2 separate regions of the Zea mays genome follow, and region 1 is linked to region 2. A link is a contact called in public Hi-C data. All regions are on one chromosome and are shown on one strand. Each heading gives the region's core, a stretch centred on a gene start, on an enhancer-like site or on the middle of the called end of the contact. The rest is flanking DNA. Distances are from core to core; before and after follow the strand shown.

Region 1 (4,512 bases), core at 272-2,771, 140 kb before region 2:
GGCTAGGTGGGTTTTTATGGTATCTTTATGAACTATTTTTGCTATTTCTGTGAACTACTTACGCTATGTGTGCAAAAAAAAACAGAGCTGCAATTTATGGTGTGCTATTTATGTGAACTATTTACGCTATTTTATGCTATCTAGGGTCGGTATATTGGGAGCCTAGGGCTTTCAATAGTTACATGAAGTCCCAGTCATCCCCTGTTTCGCGCACAATAACGAGGCACATGTGGTTGGGTGTGTTCCCCGCCATTAGGGGTGACAATGGGCTCTACATTTTACATTATAAAATTTAAGAATCGTATCGGATTAGGATTGAACTCGATTTATATTTATTTTTGAACTAAATAATTTAGGCCCCTAACAAATTGTGAAGCAGCATTTGGATCGTGATCCATTACCATCTCTACCCACCATACACCAGGCCAAATCTCTCCCCCCCACGCGTCAATCAAACCCCCGATCCAACACCCAACTCTGCATGAGACGCACTCCATATGTATCATGCGGTCGCTTAACTGTCTCTTGTATCTAGAAAACCATTCTAAGTTCTTTAGGTTATACACGCATTTTATTTTTTTCGGTGTCTCCCCTCCCACTCACTTCCGTACGATTGGACAGGTCACACGACGTCGTCGCTGGTTCCTTGGCCGCGTTCCATTCCATCATGGTCATCGGCACGCGCTGTCGGCCGGCCGTCCTACGCTGCCTTTTTAATTTTATGACGATGCTTGAAGCAAGACTCTCATCGACCGCGGCTGAGCGCGACTGCAGATCGACTCTCTCTACTGCTGCTAGCTGTGGTTGCGATGAGGGCGTGTTCGGCTGGCTACAAGTCGACACTGTTGCAGCTGTTTGGATTGCTGCAGCTGCAATCCATAGAGAGAAAAATACTGTAGAAGCCGCAGCCGCAGCCGGATTGCAGCCGCAGCAAGCCGCAGCGAACAAGCTGGAGAACTAGAGGAACGGAAACGAGCCTAGTAGTAGTGCTAGTACTCCTCTCTCTGTACACACATGTGCAGTGCATGCGCATGCGAATGCGGCGTTCCGTTCCATCTATCTGCAGGCACTGACAACGAGACGAGAGCTAGTGAGACGGATGGTTTTCGAACTGCCGGCCGCCACCACGGTCGACGAGCGCCTGCGCGCGCGCGCGGATCGATATGCGCCTCATCGTCGTCGGGCTTCGACGGGCCGATCGATGGCCAGCGTGGTGGTGCTTGCTACTGGCGCGCGCACGCGCGCCTGTTAGATATCGATCACCGCGAGTCCAGGGCAGCTGATTGGTAGGCCCGATCGACCGGCCGGCGCACGATCATTTGCGTACGTTTCCCGGTTTCCGGCCGGCCGCGCACCATGATCGATACCATATGATGCCCTCGTGCCCACACACGGCCGGCCGCCCGGCCCGGAAACTCTGAACAATCTCAGAGACGATCAGGGCCGTTTCCTTTCCGCACAGGCCAGCCACAGCCACCTCTCTCTCTCTCTCTAGCTCAGCTCCTTTTGACGAGGGGTGCCTGAGCTACATAGCTATCTGCACGAACAGTCCGTTGGTCTGATCCACCTATATACCCCAGGCGGCCAGGCCCTTGCTTGCTGCAAGCAGATTTTGTCGTCTGGTCAACTCACCAATAATCGTTGTTCCTGCACTTATCGCATGTTCTCTCTCCATCAACTCGGCAGTAGCTACTAGCTAGTTTGTGCAGAGGCTGGCTGAACTAGCAGCTGGGATCCCATTTTACAAATTAAAACAACGGGTTTCTTTAGACTTTTCTCATTCACTTGCTTAATTTATTTTGCTCATCGATAGTAATGATCCGAGAGCTAGAGGCTACATACTAAATTGCGCACCACAACGCAACGATATAAAAGGCCACGTACAGCGCCATACATCAAATACAATCGTCTCTAAGCAGCCACGTAAGCAGCAATTAAATAAAAAAATCTAATGTGGACGCTAATTAAGACAACCACGGTATAACTGCTATAGTCCTTGTTCCACACATGAATTAAAAGTGTTATATACGACATAAATAGGCAACCTACTGTATGATTTATTATTTATATTGTCTGTATATACACATATAGACAACTGTTTTTCTATGGTTGTACAAGCCCTAATTGAGCGCGCACTGATCCCTATATATATTACTAGTAATCTCTTACAACGATTAAGCTGAACAAGCAAAAAAAAAAAGGGGGCACGGCGCTCACGAGTGTAGCTAATTTCTTCGCAACATATATATACCATGCATGATGACTTCAGTGTGACGATTGCATGATGTGGCGGACGTGGTAGTATTTCCGTTATTATATATGCATAATACACTAGGGTCTCAAGCTAGGATTAGGCTAATCATCACAAGCTAGCGCCGGGCCGACAGGTAACTACCGACGATGGGATGGACACACATACGAGATGGGCTAGCTCCTATATAGGCGCGCACCACATAATTTGTAGCATCCTACAAATATGTAGCTACACAATACGTCAATACGTAGGTCGGGTACCCTGGCCCACATAGTACATTCTGCCTCTTTTTCCGGAAGGTACCAATAACAATCAAAGATTAAAATATTGCGGTACCTAGTGTTCTTAAACTCGTTCTCGTGGTGTTACATTAACGTTATTGACTTTTAAAAAAAACTCTAATCACTTATTTTATTTAAAAATGTAAAATTTTATGTCAGTCTCAAACGACCTTAAATGATAAAACAAATCATTTTTTTAATAAGACGAGTGATTAAAGTTTTTGAAAAAAAAACTCAACAACATTAGATATTTGTGAACGGAGAGAGTGTTTGATGGACTCTTCAAATGTGCATCTAGATCTCGAGATCTAAATCACTATAACCAGCGCATAAACTTGTTCTATGCATGGGAGTGGTACACAAATAACGACTAGTCGGTTGCCTGTGTATTGCGACGGCTTGCAACAATACACACGTAAAGTATCCACCAAAAAGATCTCAATATTTTTTATTGATTGTCTCCGCTCTCTGTATAATATTTTTTTTAATTTGGCTAACTTATGTTATTGTTTACTCAATACAATATGTCTTGGTACAACACGACCAATGAAGTGAGCAATTAGAAGAGAGTTAACAACGACTAACTAGACGAATATAAATTATAAAATGATATAATTCCACCATACAGAGACCAAATAAGAGAAAGTTTGTGAGCTCAAGTTTCTAAAATAAGTCACATGAAATCAAACTGATAAAAAAGATAGATCAAAATATAGAGTGATTGCTAAAGTCAGGCATCGATAAAAACTGGATGCGCTCCATATAAATTATGCTACTTCGTAGCAATTACTAACATTTAAAACCAACAAATAACCTTTCATTTTACTGTTAATGTGACAAATCATTGTTGCGCCATCTAATTCATCAACCTCAAACACCATGCAGTCCATTACGCCAATGTGGTTTCAGAAATGACATAATGCTTGAAAGAGCCAAGAACGTCGTGTTGTGCTTGGTTGTAGCCTCGGCCCGTAGTACTGTTCCAGCCAGACTCGATTTTTTTTAATTTTACAAAAAACATATATACAATTTATATTTAATATTAAAAACATCTGAGCATGATGTTTACTGCTTAGACAGCTTCACCCAGTGTCTCCTGCTTTTTTTCTATCAGGGCATAAGTTCAAACCTCACATCATACACCATTTTTTAACATTTTACACTGATTTAATCAAATGGGTTGACGGGCAGTTCAAACCTCACCTCCTACACCATTTTTTTAACATTTTACACTGATTTAATCAAATGGGCTGACGGGCAAGCCCAACACAGTCAGCAGGCCGGCATGACGTGCCTGAGCCATAGTTGTGGCCCGCGTGCATCTGACTCATGCGTATCGCCGTTTGGTCATCTATAGACGTGCAACAGATTAATTTGAAATAGCTGTGAGGGTTATTTATAAAAAGATGACGCGTGACCACCGTTAAAACTGGTGCTTTAAGTATAGTATAGAAATACTTCATGTATATGCACTATGAACAATAGGCACGGCATCAGACACATCAGTTAGCATGCAGTAGAGTGAGTGGAGATTTGGGTTATCCTCACGTCATATAGTAAAGCATGCAATGCAAGAATAACTATGTGATAATGTACATGCTAAACAATGCAAGTTTGAGGAACAATACTCCCATAATATATTGTACGTGTATATCCACTAGTTTGTATGCACTGTAAGAAATATTTGATACGGGCCTGTCCAAAATGCACTTTAATTTCAAGTTAATGCTCAATAATCAAAATGGAATGTCTTGATAATGTATTTATTTAAACATGTCATGTTTTTTTATTGGTCAGAATTAGATAAATTTAACTTAGATAAAACCAATGTGAATCATTGTTAGCAAATAATGCAAATACGGATCAAACAAGAGACACCAAATTTTACATGGAAAACCCCCTTGTGGAGAAAAATCATGGGCACTTACCGATAAACTTCACTATATAAGGAGAGTTCGTGGTAAATATAATGAGTCG
Region 2 (5,114 bases), core at 1,199-3,698:
GTAATATTTTTCCATGGATCTGACTTGTGAGTCATTTTCATAAACCAACGCTAAAGATGAATCCATGTTTCTTACTTGGAAACTCCGAACAAACACCACTAGCAGGAGGTGCTCGCGTTGGCGTCGCTCATCGATGACGAGAAGAAGCTTGGCGACTGTCAGTTGGACCTTTGGAAGCAGTCCTACGTGGCCGCATACGCCGCTGTGTTTGGCAAGCTCCAGCGCAGCCGCCGCTTGGACGCGGTCCAGAGCGGCTGCACCACGCTGTCCATCATCAAAAGGGGACCTCATGGTCGTCGCCAACGCCGACGACTCTCGGGTTGTTCTAGGCACCGCATCCGACGATGGCGCCATTATGTCGTCCAGCTCATCATCCACCTGAAGCCCAACCTGCCACGTAAGTCACTACTGTCCGGCCAAATTCTTGTGCGCTGGGACGATGACCGTTGCTGACGTTGTGTGAGTGTCCTCGAACAAGATGTATGTCGAGGAGTAGCACATCCGGTGGTGCAACGGCCAGGTGTACTACCTCGCTGATGAGCCCAGGATGCACTTCGTTTGGCAGCCCAGCCAAGAGTCATCGTTACTCGCCATGTCGAGCGCGTTCGGCGACTACTATATCAAGGACTGTGGCGTCATCTTGGCACTAGAGGTGACGCAGAGGAGGACCAACAACAATGACCACTCGCCATCGTCGGGGTAGCTTTTGTGTTGGTCTGTATTTAATTCTCTTCGCAAACACATACACTTGCCTTTTTATTTAAGCAAGCGTGTATGATGGTGCGTGTCTGATGACTGATGATGTACGAGAAAACTTCTACCGGTAGGTGTGGCACGTGCTCTCCAATGATGAGACCATGCAAATCGTGGCATATATCGAAGTCTGCATGATACTGATGGTTGCAATGTAGTAGTGAAACATCTAAATTAAAATAACAAAATTTATGTATGGTTAGGATCACAAATGGATTATGAAATATCTTCTTATAACAATATAGGACACAATTTGTATATAAGTTATTATGATATTATATGTTCCGTTGCAACGCACGGGTACTCTCCTAGTTTATGTATATGTATAGAGAGCCGCTTTTATTTGTATATATGGGTGCATCTCATGCATTATTTCTCCTTTAATCAGGCTCTTCCTTAAAGCCTGGACGCAGGGCGAACTTTTTCCTGACCCATTTCTTCTCAAAAGCAAAAGGAGGCGGATGCAAATGCAAAAGAAATGAAACGAAGAGGCCGTGGCAGAAAATGGGCAGCCAAGGAAAAGGAAACCGGTAAAGTCGTAGGGGGAGGGGAGTCGAAATAAAACACATGCCCTCTTTCAAAACCCCCTTCCACTCAGCTCCTCCACTAGCTTCTTCTTGCCAGTGCCACTACGCTTGAGATTCCTCCCCTGCTCCAAAGGCCCATGCCCCTGTTTGTTTCGGCTTTTCGCAGCTTCTGGCCACCAAAAGCTGCTGCGGACTGCCAAACACTCAGCTTTTCAGCCAACTTCTATAAAATTCGTTTGGGTAAAAACCATTCAAAATCAACATAAACATATAATCGGTTGAGTCGTCGCAATAGTAGTAATCCGTCACTTTATAGATCCTGAGCCACATGGACAACTTTATCTTCATTCGCACGTAATCCTAATGATACTCAGATTCTCTACACAGCCAGATTCTCCGCACAGCTAGATTCTTAGAAAAGCTGGTCAGAAAAAAGCTAAACCAAACAGGTCTCATATGCTTTCTCTCACCTCTGTCTAGAGGTTGACCTCAGCAAGTAAAGGGCTCGCGTTCGAAGAGATGGTGGCGATCGATCGACGAGTGCACAAAAGCTAGGGAGAGAGAGAGAGAGAGAGAGAGAGAGAGAGAGAGAGAGAGAGAGAGAGAGAGAGAGAGAGAGAGAGAGAGAGAGAGAGAGAGAGAGAGAGAGAGAGAGAGAGAGAGAGAGAGAGAGAGAGAGAGAGAGAGAGAGAGAGAGAGAGAGAGAGAGAGAGAGAGAGAGAGAGAGAGAGAGAGAGAGAGAGAGAGAGAGAGAGAGAGAGAGAGAGAGAGAGAGAGAGAGAGAGAGAGAGAGAGAGAGAGAGAGAGAGAGAGAGAGAGAGAGAGAGAGAGAGAGAGAGAGAGAGAGAGAGAGAGAGAGAGAGAGAGAGAGAGAGAGAGAGAGAGAGAGAGAGAGAGAGAGAGAGAGAGAGAGAGAGAGAGAGAGAGAGAGAGAGAGAGAGAGAGAGAGAGAGAGAGAGAGAGAGAGAGAGAGAGAGAGAGAGAGAGAGAGAGAGAGAGAGAGAGAGAGAGAGAGGAGGGCAAGCAATAGGTGCCCTGCACGTCCTTGCTTTGTGTGTGAGACAGTGAGAGAGAGAGAGGGAGGGAGGGAGGGATCAGAGGGAGGAGAATATGGATAGGGGAGTCGTCCACAAATCATCGGCGGCTCTAGTGCGCGAGATGGGGGAGGCAGGCCATAGCCATGGATGGTGGAGCATGAATAATTTGCTGAGGCCCCCCTTTGAGCAGCAGCACCACGCTTCTCTTTTCATGCCGTCCACAACCACCAGCAGCAGCACCGCCGCCGCCGCGCCCTCTTCTTCTTCGTCGTCGTCGCCGCCTCTCCAATCCTTCTCCTCTCTGCTGCTCTCGAACCACTACCCGCTGCCTACCACCACCAGCACGTCGCCGTGGCAGCACGACACCAGCATCACAAGTAGCCATGGCCAGCCGGATTCTTGGAGCCAGCTCATACAGTACGTAATTCATTTCACTCTGCATAGTCTATTCCCCCTCTCTCCTTCTCTCAAATCTCTAGTATGTGTGTGTGTGTGACAGGCAACAACATCTCTTTGTTCCTCCTGGCGCAGATAATAAGAAATGTTTTTTTTTAAAAAAAAAACTGCATGTGTGGTGGTGCATGAAATATACAATGATAACATGTTTCAGTTAACAGTAAACTGTGCTACCATTTTAACCTCTGATTACGTTGCTGATTTGTTAATTACTAGCAGCAAGGAAAGCCAGCAGATGGCGTTTCCAACTACGATTTGTTCGGAATCCGGAGGCGGCGGCAGCAGCTACGTCGTCTACGGTGCCGCAGCGGCTAGCCATGGGAGCAGCACAAGTGATGTCGAGATCCAGTTGCCATGGGGAAGCAGCAGCGTACTCCAGCAGCAGCAGAAAGCGTCCTCTCCTAGGTCTTCTTCCAGAACCACAGCGACGACGACCTCTCCCGGAAGCAACATGCTGGAGTTCTCCAACAACAGTAGCAGTTCACCACGTGAGGTAGGGATGCAAAGCTGTTCCCTTTTTAGTCTCAGTTTCTCTGGAGGAGGATGCAAAGCTGATTTATCCATGTGCATATGCATCGTGCCTGCTTTTAGACGACGCTGCGTTAATTGTTAATGTACTCAAGAGTAAAAAAAGCCTTTCTTTAAGCTTACCTAGCTGCTGAGACTGAGAGAGAAACTAGGCAGAGGTGATTTGGTTACTTTAAATCTACATATATATGGAAGTGCTAATTCACATATATAGATGACCATGCTATCTGATAAGAGCAGTAAATAAATAAATTAGACGCGTGGAATCGAAAGTTTAATGACTTTGCTCTATCTTTCTGTGTTTTCACTAGTGCATCAGTACAGTATCTGGATCAGCTTTCAAGAAGGCTAGGACCCAAGAACCCTCCCCGGCTCAATCTACTGTGAAGGTCATCCCTCTCTCTCTCTCTCTCTCTCTCTCTCTCTCTCTCTCTCTCTCTCTCTCTCTCTCTCTCTCTCCCTCCCATGAGCATGCAATGCATGCATGGGCCACCATTCCAGACTCGTCGCTAGCAGCTAGCTAGAGTGCTTTGAAGCATGCAAGCTGAAATGGACAGTCATGGAATCATTGTGGGGTGGCAGAGTGTGTGAGATTGGCAGGGGTTGGAATGATGGCAATTTTAGTATCTTTTGCTTGTTCTTTTGCTCCAGGTGAGGAAGGAGAAGCTAGGGGATCGAATAACTGCTCTCCACCAGCTTGTCTCCCCGTTTGGAAAGGTATATATCACAAAATTATTGAATCAATTTCACTAATAAACTACTGCCCTTTTGAACCCCTCCTTGTCTGTATTTAATTGTCAATTAGACCTTGTATATATACACCAGATAAAATAGCTAGCAGCCTATATCATCCATTAATTACTAACAACCAAAGTTGATTGTGCAAGTGTGTACAGAATGAACATAGAAGCATATATAGGTAATAGGTGAGACATTGTATAACAAAAAAACTAGCTGATGAGAAGACATTTTTGTACAAGTATGTATCAAAAGCATTTTCCCCTACCTCCAATAGAAAATGTGTAAGCCCTGCTCTTATAAAAAAAGAGAAAATGGTCCTTCACACAGTACATACAACCTGTTTTTCTTGGCACAGAAAATGAAATTCTATAGTTGAACAACTCAAATGAAAGAGAGTTTCCGGAAATGTTTATGTTTTATATATGCTTGGGGATTTTCATATCAGTTATATGTTGGAGTGGATCAAAAGACTACTACCTGCCAAAAGTCCTCAAATTACCCCCACCACCACCATTAACTGGAATCAGCTAAGCATCATTGTCTTTTGCATGCTGCCATCTTCTTTCTAACTCTGATGCTTAGCTACACATCATGTAAAAGAAGATCCATTTTTACAGACAAAGATACAAAAACGAGATCCTGACATGGCTAACCTCTTTCTCTCTTTTTTGGTGGCAGACTGACACAGCGTCTGTACTCCTTGAAGCCATTGGGTACATCAGATTCCTCCATAGTCAAATTGAGGTCCAGCTCTTCTCTCTCACACCATCTTTCTCTCTCTCTCCATGCGTGCCCATGCCTGCAGCCCTGGCCTCAAACTGTAGCACAGTACAAGGATCATAGATAAAGCATTGCCTTGCATGCATGCAATGTAATTGTTCCGTTGTTTGTTTTCACACTTGTGTGCACTTAACACCAAGCACTTTTTGGAGAGCTGCTTTACAATACTACAGTCTATCTATTTGCTACAGTCTACAGTAACTTGCTGCGGCTTCAGAGCTACACGCACTTAATACATGTCAGACATATGCATGAGGCTTAGGTGGTGATAATGTATGCAGCGCCACGACGC

The links. Hi-C and Micro-C count contacts between places; a contact is called where the count stands out from the background.
Region 1: a Hi-C map of ear shows a contact between it and region 2, with 4 times the contacts expected there. The contact joins the enhancer-like site here to the promoter of LOC100216872 in region 2. A contact is called at or near these places in 3 of 25 Hi-C or Micro-C datasets (ear, tassel and an unstated tissue).

Annotation. Positions count from the first base shown.
Region 1 is chr5:135,927,795-135,932,306 of Zm-B73-REFERENCE-NAM-5.0, forward strand. It overlaps LOC103628471 (ADP-ribosylation factor GTPase-activating protein AGD3), which reads left to right. Exons shown (of 7, transcript XM_008648667.3): 7 at 1,067-1,290. The coding sequence ends at 1,290. Among protein-coding and RNA genes, the nearest start is that of LOC103628471, 52 kb to the left of the region's middle. Within about 2 kb of position 1,522, at least 9 of the 20 cell types and tissues checked have an H3K27ac peak or open chromatin away from gene starts, as enhancers often do. A contact at or near this core is called in ear and tassel, where this site is marked.
Region 2 is chr5:136,069,587-136,074,700 of Zm-B73-REFERENCE-NAM-5.0, forward strand. LOC100216872 reads left to right here and starts at 2,449. Exons shown (of 9, transcript NM_001143261.1): 1 at 2,449-2,734; 2 at 2,993-3,266; 3 at 3,613-3,690; 4 at 3,953-4,018; 5 at 4,721-4,786. The coding sequence starts at 2,475.